Linked DNA regions of Triticum aestivum: regions 1 and 3 are each linked to region 2. The links are chromatin contacts, called in public Hi-C maps. All regions are on one chromosome and are shown on one strand. Each heading gives the region's core, a stretch centred on a gene start, on an enhancer-like site or on the middle of the called end of the contact. The rest is flanking DNA. Distances are from core to core; before and after follow the strand shown.

Region 1 (4,114 bases), core at 1,159-3,658, 940 kb before region 2:
TTCTCGACATCCAATTGCTTAGGCCAACACTAGGTCAAATATGCATTTATACACAAATGTCGAAGCTCATAAGATAGATGTCGTCGGCATCTCTACATATCGCTGCTTAGGCTACTACCTCTCCATTCCGTAAAAAAGCTGCAACAGAAATCGCCTTTACAAAACCCACTTGAGGCGCCACCCATCTTCTTTGCACCGGAGTCCCTACGAGATTTGAGGGATCATGAGTTTTCTTGATAATTTTAGTTTCTTCAATAAAGCTCTTGATAAAATAATGTGTTGCAGACAGGCTTTGGAAAACATCCTAATTCCTTCCTCCTCACTGACCAAATAGCCCACAAGCTAACCACCATGAGTGTAAACTCCACATGTGATAACAATTCATACATAGAGAATATCCATTTTTGCATCTGGTTCGATGTTCCTGCTCATGTGTTCAACCATCTCATCGTTTGGAAGAGCCCAAACGCATCTAGACATCAAGCAAGATAAGAGTGAGTGTCTCCAAGAATCTTCCATTCCACACATCTTACACGCACTGCTTGTGGCCATATGTTGGTGTTGTGGCACATCAGTCATAGGGATAGACTAGTGAGCCAAATGCCATAAAAAAACCTTGAGCTTTGACGAACTTGGATTTTCTAGAGACAAGTCCAACCATTTTCTCGTTCACAACAGTTGATAATCCTACATTCTCATCTAACCATTCTCATGGCGAGCCTTTGTTGCAACAAGCATTCCATATGTTGAATACACAGAAAGGAAACCTTTTTTTCAAATTGCCATACCCAAAAGTTCAGAACCCAGGAAGTACACAACAAAATAGAAAGGAATTTGTCAGCATCCATAGGCAGCATAACCTGGTGAATTGCTGTCTCACTCCATGATGCACTCATCTCGCCAATTATTTCATATACTAGCCCAGGGGATCCAGTACTAAGGCCATCAATGGCTGCATCATGGTGTCCTGAGGGGGCCAATTTTGTACCCAAATTCCAGTAGTGCGTCCATCACCAATTCCGCGCATTAAGCTCATTTTCAAAACCTCCCTTCCATTAAGAATAGCACGCCAAATTTGAGAAGGATGTGATCCAAGCTCGACCTCCAAGATATATGGCTCCGAAAAATAAAATGCCTTCACAATTCTTACATTCAAGGATGTTGGTTCCTGCAAGATTCTAGAGACAAGCCACGTCCCAATAACTCCATGTTTGCGGATCTCCTCCTATAGCCCTAGAGAGCTTCCTATTTCACATGTAGGTCTTCGGATAGCGACACTCTCATGCGCAGCCCCATCCTCTCTATGGGCTGGCCCATTCCATTTTTTCTCCCAATACATTTTCTTTTATTTTTTTCTTCTGATTTTCCCTTTGCCCTTTATGCGTTTTCTTTCTTCACATATGTGATTATTATTTTTCAAAATGAACCTTTTTTGAACTCATGACACTTTTACAAATCCATGCATGTATGTAAAATTCGTGAACTCTTTGAAAGTCACACATAATTTTTCAAATTCAGGAATAATTTTCATATCCTTGAAGCTTTTTTGAAATACAGGGAAAGTTCAAATTTATGAGCAAGTTTTGAAACCCGAGAATATTATTCAAATCCCTGAACATTTTTTTAACCCAAGAGCATTTCCTGAAATTTGGGAGGATTGTTTCTGAATTTGTGGACATTTTTTGGATCGAATAACATTTTTTAAATATAGGGGGAAATAGAATTCACAAACATTTCTTTTCAATTTTGGAACAACTTTTTGAATTCACGACTTTTTTTAAAAAAAACAGACAATTTTCAATTTTTTAAATTCCGGAATACTTTTCAAATTCATGAAGTTTTTTTAAACTCAGAACATTTTGTTTTGAAAATTTGAACTTTTAAAGATTATGACATTTTTTAAATCCATGAAAATTTATTAAAATTCAAGAATAATTTGCAAATTTGTGAATATATTTTGAAATAGAAAAAAAATCAAATTCACAAATATTTTTAGAAATATCAGGAGTTTTTTTTTTCAAATTCGAAATAGTTTTGCATCCATGAAAATGTCTTTGATATTTGGAACATTGTCGAATTCTTGAAAATTTTGGAAATACGAGAATATTTTTCAAATTTGTGAAGATTGTTTGAAATTAAAGAACATTTTTCAAATTGATGAACATTTTTTTATATATAGGAACATTTTTTAAAATTAGGAAATTATTTTAAAATTATTGAATGTTTTATAAATTCGGATTTTTTTTTACCCTGAACATTGTTTTGCCGAATTTGGGGCACGTGAACATTTCTCAAAATTTGAAAAGTAAAAAACAAAATAAACGAAAGAAGAAAAACAAGGGTCGCGTCTCCCGCATATGGGCTGGCCCAAAATGCGCGCAGGGGAAATAGGAGGTCTCTAGCCCTAGTCCCCTCCCCTCTCCCCCGTCGCAGTCTTCCTCCTACCCCGCCGCCTCATTGATTTTCCTCCTCTTCCCCTCCACCGCCCGCCCTTGCCGCCGCCGCGTAACCCAACAACGCCGGGGCAAGAGAAGGAGCAGCTATCCAAGCTTACAAGGGCTCGGAGAGCCATGTCGTCGTCGTCGGCGGCGCCGATCGGCCTGTCGTGGGCGCCCCAGCTGCCATCCCTTGCGGCGGCCGGCGGCAGCAAGAAGGGCTCGGCGCCGACACCGAGCATTGACGCGCAGGAGTCCCTCTGGAAGCCCAGCAACGAGCTCGTGGACGGGCTCTACGTGCCCCCGAGGGACCCCAGGAAGGTCAACAAGATGGCGAGGAAGAACGTCAAGGACACCACCGGCAAGGGCTGGTGAGTTGAGCCCCGCTTCTGAATTGGAAAAAATTCTACTGGGTTCTTGGATGGGTGGGTGCTTATGATCTGTTGCGCCGTTGTCCAGGTTCGACATGCCGGCGCCGAGCATCACTCCCGAGTTGAAGAAAGACCTTGAGATTTTGCAGGTATGGTGTTACACTTAGGGCGCTGTTGTCAGTAGTAGAATTCAGTGTGGGGCTCCATTATGTAACTTGGGAAAACAGAAAAACGCCTGTTTAATTTAGCATTTAGGAAGGTGATCCTGAATTCCTGACGGGCAAGCATCAGCCATTTTATAAGTGTGTAGTAGTGCTTGAGTGAAAGTAGAGCATCTGCTTGTGTGTTATTTTGGATAGCCAGGCTTCCCCTAAAACAAAGTACTGCTGCTTTCCTTTTGTCTGCTCTCAATAGAATGAAATTTAACAATTATGCAAGCATGTATGGTTTAGTGAACACTTAGCATTCCTCATTTGCTTGTGAACATGCGCCGTCTTTGGAGGCTTATCGGATAGTATTGCAATCTGGTCGGACTGTGTTACTTTTAAGAACTGAACATCGTGAGTTGAAATACTATGTAAATGTTGAATCACAATGTTAGACAGGGCCATCTACTTATTCTTGAGTTTTAATGTTTTGGTGGCTTAAGCACAATATGCTCGACATATGTTTTGCAGCTGAGGCATGTAATGGACCCTAAAAGGCATTTCAAGAGGTCTGGTAAATCCAAGGCTCTTCCGAAGTATTTCCAAGTAAGTGGTCGTATCGCGAGCTTTATTAGATATTTTGGATACCATACCATTGAAAATTTGTGAATGCTCATCAGTAGTTAATGTGCTGAATATTTTGATGATGGTTTTAGGTTGGAACGGTTATTGAGCCTGCATCTGAGTTCTACTCAAGTAGGTTGACAAAGCATGAACGGAAGCAGACCTTGGTTGATGAGCTGTTATCTGACCAAAAACTCAAGAACTACAGGTAAGCCCATCATCCTTTTCTATCCACATGCAGTGATACTGGAGTCTTGTTGTCACCTGCCAGTAAAAGTTTTTGTGTATTAATTGCATATGGCCCTCCAGATCGAAGAGTTCATCGGTTGTTATACAACAACAGAACCATACTGTAAAATAGACTAGAGCCTTTAATTGGTTTGGAGCTGGGTTGTGACGCAGCATTCGAGCAAATGAATCACCATCTGCTTTTGAAGTTTGAGGGGATAGATTCAACCTGTAGCATATCAGAAGTTCTCGAGTCTCTGAAAAGAAGAAAACTAAATTTATACACTGAATTTAAATAACTAAAGTTGGT
Region 2 (4,053 bases), core at 1,001-3,500:
ATATCACGTTTCATGGGAAGAGAATTATGGATTCTGCTGTCATATTGACGAACAATGTGCGAAGGAGCTAGCTGGTGAGCATCATGTGCTTTATCCTCCTGGGTAGATAAATCTTTCAGTATTTTATTTATTGGCAGTTCTGCCTTTATTAAGATACCAACAATCTAGCTTCGTGCAACAGATGTTCCTGGAGTCATATCTGTTTTACCAGATTCAAATTTTGGATCAGACAAAAAAGATTACAGAGGTTCAATCATCCCTTCTGTTTCTGATGATCTCCCATTCATTTATTTATGCCTGTACTTAAATCCTATCATCATGTTATTGATTTGTGTGAATATTGTGTGTTCCATTGCCAAGCAGAAATCCCTTGATGCAATTCAAGCTTTGAATATAAAATACTTATAATTCTTATTCTTTTTGTTCTCATTCCTCTGGTAGTTCTTTGATAGCAAAGTGCACTGCTGTCAGTTTACTCTTAACTCCAAAGTCCAAACCATCCAAGGCATGAGCAAATCTTTTCTGAGGTTCATGCTCGGACATGATCCTTCTACCCTGCTCGTTCTTGTCCCTTTTTGTTTTCTGTTGTTTTACTTGAAAACGAGGGATGCTACAACTATAAGGACATCATTTCTTGTTTCATGCTATTTATTAGCCTGATGTTTTAATCTGATATAAACTTGACGTCTCTTGATTCTTTTACATCTTATACTAACCAAGAGCATACCTAGTAAGTCTGGACTCTGGAGTACATTTACAGAACTTGATTTTTCTTTCCATGCTTCTAAGCAAGCTTGGTGAAAAGAGCCAGATTGTAAGGACTTCTTGTGGTTTCAGGTGACGATAGCTCGAAATCCTCAGAAGCTACTCAGGTGGCTGATGTCAAAACTAAAAGGCTCTTTGTTACAGGTAAAGGGCATCTGATATATTATCTATATATTTAGCTTGTTTGTTTGATCACTTAAACCTTACACATGGATGATGCCCTCTGCCTTGTTCTGAAGTACTAGTCTTTGTGTCTTTTCTTTCAAAGGGAAGTTCAATCAATCAGTAAATTATATGTCCAATTTTCTGTACTGTAGAAATATAAGTAGTGTAGATCAGACAATTCGACCCTATTTGAGAATTTAGTGTTGATATTTAAACGTGCTAAGCTCCACTTTTCATTCAATATAAAGAAAAGCTAGATTGGAACAAGTGAGTCTTGGATACGCGCTGAGATCACAAACTTCTGTTGCTCCTGTTTGTAACACAAATAACAGTTAAACATAATAAGTATATACAGTGGTAGAAAATCAGTTATATTTTGATTTCAGTGTCACTAATTTGGTCTAGTATGACAGGGCTTTCATTTTATACATCTGAGAAAACTCTGAGGGAAGCCTTTGAGCCATTTGGCGAGCTGGTTGAAGGTTTGTGATACTAGCAAGAAATGTTTGCGCCTAGCCATTACCCATTTTTTGGATACTGAATATCACGGAACTACTTTATTGCAGTCAAGATAATAATGGACAGGATATCAAGAAGATCAAAAGGGTATGCCTTCATAGAATACACCACAGAAGAAGCTGGTGGTGCAGCTCTGAAAGCAATGAATGGAGAGGTAGCTGACAAAATTCTGTTTTCTGATATCCTTTACATGATAGTATGATTTATCTATTAAGCTTACATCTATAATTCTATGTGCAGATAATAAACGGCTGGATGATAGTTGTTGACATTGCTAAAACCAAATCAAGAGACCAGAAAACCCCATTTGGCACTTCTAGTTTTCGGCCACGTTTTCAATCTAGATGAAGCTTTTGTTTAGACAATTTGACAGCTAGATATTAGAGATTAAGTGACTAGTAGCGGCGTAATGCCACAGTTTCTTGGCCTGACTTTATTTTCATGTGAAATGCTTTTGTGATAGTTGAGGGAGATGATAGTGATTTCCCTTAAGTATGAGGTGGTCTCCACGAAGATATGTAGATACAGTTCAAGTGTAAAAGTACCTGATATTTACCAAATCAATATGATAACTTCAGATACTGCATTGTCCATATGATCATGAGCAGACATCTCATGAGATGTATTTCTATTAATAAATAAATGTAATCTTCCAAAAATATATGACACATTCAATATAAACAGCACTAACTTCCTGAATCAAACTTCAGGAAGATCAAATGTTTCAGGTTCGGATCCAGCTGATATCAAATTAAGTTTCAAGTCTTCCAACGTATGATAAATTTCTTGGGACCAATTAATGAGAGAGTGATGCCCATCAGAGAGACAATTCTGACGTCGGCCTGGTATACATGATGGAGAAGGCAAGAAGTTCATGCCATGCACTACAGTTCAGGTTCTACTCCCTCCGTTCCTCAATATTTCCGTTCCTAAATATTTGTCTTTTAGAGATTTCAAACGGACTACCACGTACGGAAGTATATAGACATATTTTAGAGTGTAGATTCACCGGAGGGAGTAGTATCAAGCGTTTTCAAGGTCTCAATGAAAGAACCACAACAAAAAAACGAGCACCTTGTGTAGGGCGTCGGAAGGGTATGTTGCCGTCAATGTTGATGCTAATTGCCAAATATGATGTAAACTCGGGATCAGGAGATGTAAACTTGGGATCAGGAGCTATGGGGGTGGTGATCAGAGATGACAAGGGGCGGTTTTTGGCGGCAAAGGTCATCCCTGTCGCTCTTGATGCTGCTTCAGCGGAAGCCCAGCCGGTCCTTGATGGCATACATCCAGCTAATCGTGTCCCTCAACTTCAAGCCTGTTGCAACCTACTGATGCGTGCTAGACATCAATCTGTAAGCTAATAGCACTAGTCAGGCGCAGTGTTCACGTCAGATATTCCAGATGGAAGTCGCAGAACCATCTATATATCTCAGCAAGGCCACAACTCTATTATGGCGTGGGTTCAAATGGAGACGACCGGCGGCAAGATGCTGAAGCCGGTGTACTCGGCGCCGCACCCGCTCGCGGGCGAGATGGTCCCGCTGACGCTCTTTGACCGCGCCGCCATGGACATCTTTGTCTCCCTCATCCTCGTGTACCCCGCCCCGACTCCGTCCAACGAGGCGCTCGTGGAGGGCCTGCGCAGGGCTGTCGCGCCGTACCCTCACCTGGCCGGACGACTCGCGGTCGACCGCTCAGGCCGGCGCTCCATCCACCTCAACAACGACGGCGTGCTTGTCCTGGACGCCGAGGTCCCTGTCGATATGGCGAGCGTGGTCGCCGACGGCTGCTTTACCGACACCACCGACGGCCTGTACCCTGCACTCCCGCTGCCGAAGGTAATTAGCTTCATCAATAGGACGGCGACGTCGGTCACCGGCAACTAACAGTTGGCACGTCCGGGACAAGCAGGAGAACGTCGGGGCGGCGCTGCTGCAGATCAAGCTGAACCGGTACAAGTGCGGCGGCCTCGTGATCGGCATCATCCACCACCACCACGCGGCCGACGGCCACTCATTCAGCAACTTCCTCACCACGTGGGCCAGCGCAGTTCGCCAAGCCAGCGAGTTCACCGCCCCGTCGCCTTCCCTCGACCGCACGGCGACTGCCGTGCCTCGGAGCGTGCCGACGCCGGCGTTCGACCACCGGTGCACCGAGTTCAGCGGAGAAGAAGACGGCCGTCGCAGGTCGAACTCCTACCCCACGTGCAAGATCAAGAATCTCACGTTGCGCTTCACGGCCGAGTTCGTCACAGAGCTCAAGGCCCGCGTCGGCGCCCCATGCAGCACGTTCCAGTGCCTTCTCGCGCACGTGTGGAAGAAGATCACGGCGGCGCGCCGCCTGAAGCCCGACGAGTTCACGCAGGTCAGGGTGGCCGTGGACTGCCGGGGCAGGGCCAACCCTGCCGTCCCGCCGGACTTCTTCGGGAACATGGTTCTGTGGGCATTCCCGAGGCTCCAAGTCCGGGACGTCCTGGGCTGGACCTACGGCGGCGTGGTAGGCGCCATCCGCGACGCCATCGGGCGCGTCGACGCCGCCTACATCCAGTCGTTCGTGGACTTCGGGAGCGTGGCGGACGCGAACTGGGAGGAGCTCGCGGCG
Region 3 (4,183 bases), core at 444-2,943, 630 kb after region 2:
TACAATACGAGGAAGCTGGTTGGAATGTCGACATCTCCCATGTTAATTAGAATAAAACCTTCCAAGTGTCCAAGCGGCACTTTTGATAGAAAAGAAGTGGCCTCTAATTTGTACCCACCAGTAGTGTTTCACATTCGTTTGGTACTTGGCTACATGGCCCTGGTCATAATCTTCGAGTCCTTATTCAGGCGGGGCTTTTAGTTTTGATTTGGTCGCTCTAGCTTGTAAAAATGATATGGTGTTTTTCTGCAAAAAAAATGATATGGTGTTTAATAAGAAGAATTACTTCTCTCAATTGTAGGTTATTTATTAGCATAAACACATTAGCTTCATTCGTGGTCTATTCTACATCGATCGGGGTATGCCTAAGGTGATCAAGAAAGTTTTCTCCAAAGATGAATGGCATTAGTCTGCGGATCAGCCCTCCACCTCTCCGTAGGCAATTAGTCAATTTTTGGCATTCTTTTTGTCTTTTTATGGTCATGTGTCATTTCGGTTATATGCATTTCAGTTATGCAGAGCCAGGGTATAAACTCGCATTGCTTGTATCAAATTGATGTGACGTTATGAGTCAATAAAAGCATTCTTATAAAAAAACCTATAAGTATAGAATATATATATACATACTAATTCAGGATATTAATGTATATTTAATAAATTAATGTGATCTATCTATGCTCGCAATGTCTACTGACGGTCAGATAGACCTAAAACATTTGACTTGTATACAACTTATACATTAGAAATGAGAAAGAGTTTTGCACACACAAAAAAGATAGGATGTATCTAGAATTTTAACTGATATCATTGGCTAAAACAACTAGGAGCATCTATAACCAGACTCCCCAAATTGATCGGGCGGACATAGGACCACTGTCCAAACAGTAGAGAAAAAAAAAGTTGACTCAACCGGGCCCCCTCAAAGCCTCGTCTAGACTGTCTGGCACCTCATACCCAGCCCATATAGGGAGGCAATATGGGGAGTGTATGGGCGTGTCCGGTCATTGGTCATGCGTCTACTACATAGGATTTGGCCCATCATGGATCATCTTTTTTCTTTCTTTTCTTTCTCTCTCTCCATCCTCAGCAATCACATACATGTAACCGAAAGTATAGGAGAAAAAGATGAGGTTATGATTGCGTATACGGATAAATAAGGAATCAAAACGAACATGTCCGGACACTGACCGGGTACGTCCATGGATGTTTGAGAGGACCAAACTTGCCCAGTCCGCTATAGATGCCCTAACACGCTAGCTGTAGCCAGGTGCCCATACACTTCTTCCCTAAACGTCCAGATTGTCTGGTACCTCATACTCAGCTCATATACGAGGGCAATACGGGGAGTGCACGGGTGTCTCTAGTCAGCAGTCCTATGTTTACCACATAGGATTTGGCCCATTATGGACCATCTTTTTTCTTTCTGACCTTTCTCTCTCTCCATCCCCATCAATCACATGCATATAATCCAAAGTATGGAGAAAGAAATGAGGATATGGTTACGTGCACGGATAAATAAGGTCTTAAAACAGACATGTCCGAACACTGACCAGGCGCATCCACGGACGTTTTAGGGTCAAATTTGCCCAGTCCGGCTATAGATGCCCTAATACGCGAGCTGTAGCCAGGTGCCCTTACGCACAACCTACTTAAGGTAACCGGCCGGCCCCACTGAGTAGTTGGTGTAGAGAACGAGTGTTATTTCAGCCGTTGTTGCCTCCATTCCTGCATATATAAAACCTAAGCAGCGCTTTGCTTTCTCCTTCTCTTAGGTACTAGGTACAACTAGTTAGACGAATATTAGAAGCTCTACCTTCCCCACAGCAGATCAGCCCTCATACACTTCTTCTTCTTCTTCTTCTTCTTCTTCTTCTTCTTCTTCTTCTTCTTCTTCTTCTTCTCAGTCCGGTACTTCCCTTGTGTATCTATCACTGGTTCTGGTCGGTGTTCTATATATCTACTTGCCTTCTTCATGGTGTTCTCTAACTTGATCTAGGTTTTCTGCCTGCTAGCTCTTAGATCTGAGAGGGATGGGGAGGGGGAAGATAGTGATCAGGAGGATCGACAACTCGACGAACAGGCAGGTGACCTTCTCGAAGCGGCGCGGCGGGCTGCTGAAAAAGGCCAAGGAGCTCTCCATCCTCTGCGATGCGGAGGTTGGCCTCGTCGTCTTCTCCAGCACCGGCAGGCTCCACGAGTTCTCCAGCACCAAGTAATTAATTCGTTTCACATAATATACGTCTCATGTGCTATGCGGATCCTCTAATCGCTTTTGGTTAATTAGGTTATCTTCTGACCGTTTTCTGTACTAGCACCCCCTGCTTCCCATGTTCTCCTCTCTCTTTCTTTTTTTTCGAAAAATAACAGAAGAATAACAGAAGAAATCCCTTGCTCTTCTCACTAGCTAGTTATGTCATATTACTAAGATGTGTATATAGATCAGTTGAGGGATATCTCTCTCTTTACCACTACAGTTATTTTTCAACGGATTTGCTTGAGTTGCAGTTGCAAAGAATTTTCTTAAAATCTAGTCGGCGTGTCCCAGCTATTGCTTCTATGGATGTGTATATCGTATGATGTAGAGGCCGGGGTTATCCCTTTTTTGAAAGAAAAAAAAACTATTGCTCCTTGATCCCCTTCTTTCGGGTTTGATAGGGGGCATCGTCGCCGGAGATCCTTCAGATCTACGAGGAGGATCACACGGCGATGTGAGCTAAGACACAGGCAAAGCCGAGATCCACGGCCTGGCGAGAGAGCTCATGGTCAACGAAGTCGAAGATGATGACCTTGCTGGAGAGATCGTGGGTTAGGGATTCATGGTGGGGTCACCGACGCCGGAGATGCACTCATGCACCCTAGGCTTAAAGTGAAGGGATTTGGTACCATGGGATTTGTTTGGGACTTGTGAGCTGGCGCAACAAGGGGATGTGACTAGTGGGCCGATATAGGATTGGTGGGTCAACGAGGAGGACTACAGCGGTGGATCTGAAGGTGGCAAGTAGTGGATATGTGGGATGGTCGCGACGATACCAAGATCGGAGCGTGGGTTTCTAGGGTAGAAACTAACTACTAACTCACGCACACATCTGGGGAGAGAGAGAGAGAGAGAGAGAGAGAGAGGGGTACAAAGGTCATTGAATGACCAATATAAGAAGTGAGTCTAACTCACTTTGTTTTTTTAGGGAACTAACTCATTTTTGGTTAGGGGAGTGGATGTGAATTTGGATTCTTATTCTTTCGAAATCAAAAAACACTCTAGGGGCTTCCCCTACTGCATTCCTTTTACAAAAAAGAGATCCAATGGTAGGTAACAAGAACTTATTCACAAGATTTTCTGAGGGTGGACAAATTTTTTTTAGTTCACCATCGGACTTATCATTGTTGATTTACAACTATCTTAATATAAAAAAAATGGTATTTCTTCTAAACCTCTGGTCCTTGGAAATTAGAGACATATTGGTCATGATATACTCTTGGTATGAAGGAGCATTAATGATTATAAACTATCACTCCGTTTCTAAATATAAGTCTTTTTAGATATTTCAATTAATGATTATAAACTATCACTCTGTTCCTAAAATGAAAAAAATATATTCCATTTTTTTACATATACAACTGAGAGGAGAATTATATATCTTACTAAATATGTACTGACATGTGTAACCAAGAGAAAGGGTCTAGTGGAGCACCACGGGCAATAGTACAGTCTAAAGGGAACTTAAAGAATGTGATGGAATTGAAATGCCAAGACGTAAAAGAGAATTATATGATCAATTTGGGCAAGAGTAATTATATTCTGAAATGTTCCATATATTATTTATAGATGGCATGGGTTAATTGGATCATACAACACAGCTCGTCCCTTATATGTTGGTATATAGACTAATCTATGGGTGATCAATACTCCCATCTCATGAAGTGAAAGAGCAAATCATGAATAACTCCAGTATGGCAGTTCAATGTAAGAAGTTCAATGGTTAAAATTGTGAACAGTGAACATCTTAACTGACATATGATTCTTACTTGTTCTACGCATACACAGAGACCAAGCCCCAAGTTACCATTCTTCAACTTAGGAAGTACTCCCTCTGTTTGAACTAAAACCACAACACTTATTTTGCAGGGAGGGAATAAATCTTAGTATACCGTGCATTTGAAAACATGTGGGATGGTACTCCCTCCG

The links. A called contact is a pair of places that touch in the nucleus more often than the background predicts.
Region 1: a contact with region 2 is called in a Hi-C map of leaf, with 3 times the contacts expected there. The contact joins the promoter of LOC123138132 here to the promoter of LOC123138136 in region 2. A contact is called at or near these places in 2 of 5 Hi-C or Micro-C datasets (both in leaf).
Region 3: a Hi-C map of leaf shows a contact between it and region 2, with 5 times the contacts expected there. The contact joins the promoter of LOC123138138 here to the promoter of LOC123138136 in region 2. A contact is called at or near these places in 2 of 5 Hi-C or Micro-C datasets (leaf and root).

What each region holds. Positions count from the first base shown.
Region 1 is chr6B:578,330,941-578,335,054 of IWGSC CS RefSeq v2.1, forward strand. It overlaps LOC123138132 (rRNA-processing protein fcf2), which reads left to right and starts at 2,409. Exons shown (of 5, transcript XM_044558040.1): 1 at 2,409-2,806; 2 at 2,895-2,955; 3 at 3,484-3,558; 4 at 3,669-3,784. The coding sequence starts at 2,571.
Region 2 is chr6B:579,273,823-579,277,875 of IWGSC CS RefSeq v2.1, forward strand. It overlaps LOC123138136 (tryptamine benzoyltransferase 1), which reads left to right and starts at 2,251. Exons shown (of 3, transcript XM_044558043.1): 1 at 2,251-2,344; 2 at 2,602-3,290; 3 at 3,364-4,053. The coding sequence starts at 2,904. It overlaps LOC123138137 (organelle RRM domain-containing protein 1, chloroplastic), which reads left to right. Exons shown (of 9, transcript XM_044558044.1): 4 at 1-74; 5 at 182-247; 6 at 838-909; 7 at 1,344-1,412; 8 at 1,497-1,603; 9 at 1,690-2,042. The coding sequence ends at 1,797.
Region 3 is chr6B:579,904,387-579,908,569 of IWGSC CS RefSeq v2.1, forward strand. LOC123138138 (MADS-box transcription factor 57) reads left to right here and starts at 1,694. Exons shown (of 9, transcript XM_044558048.1): 1 at 1,694-1,908; 2 at 2,013-2,212. The coding sequence starts at 2,031.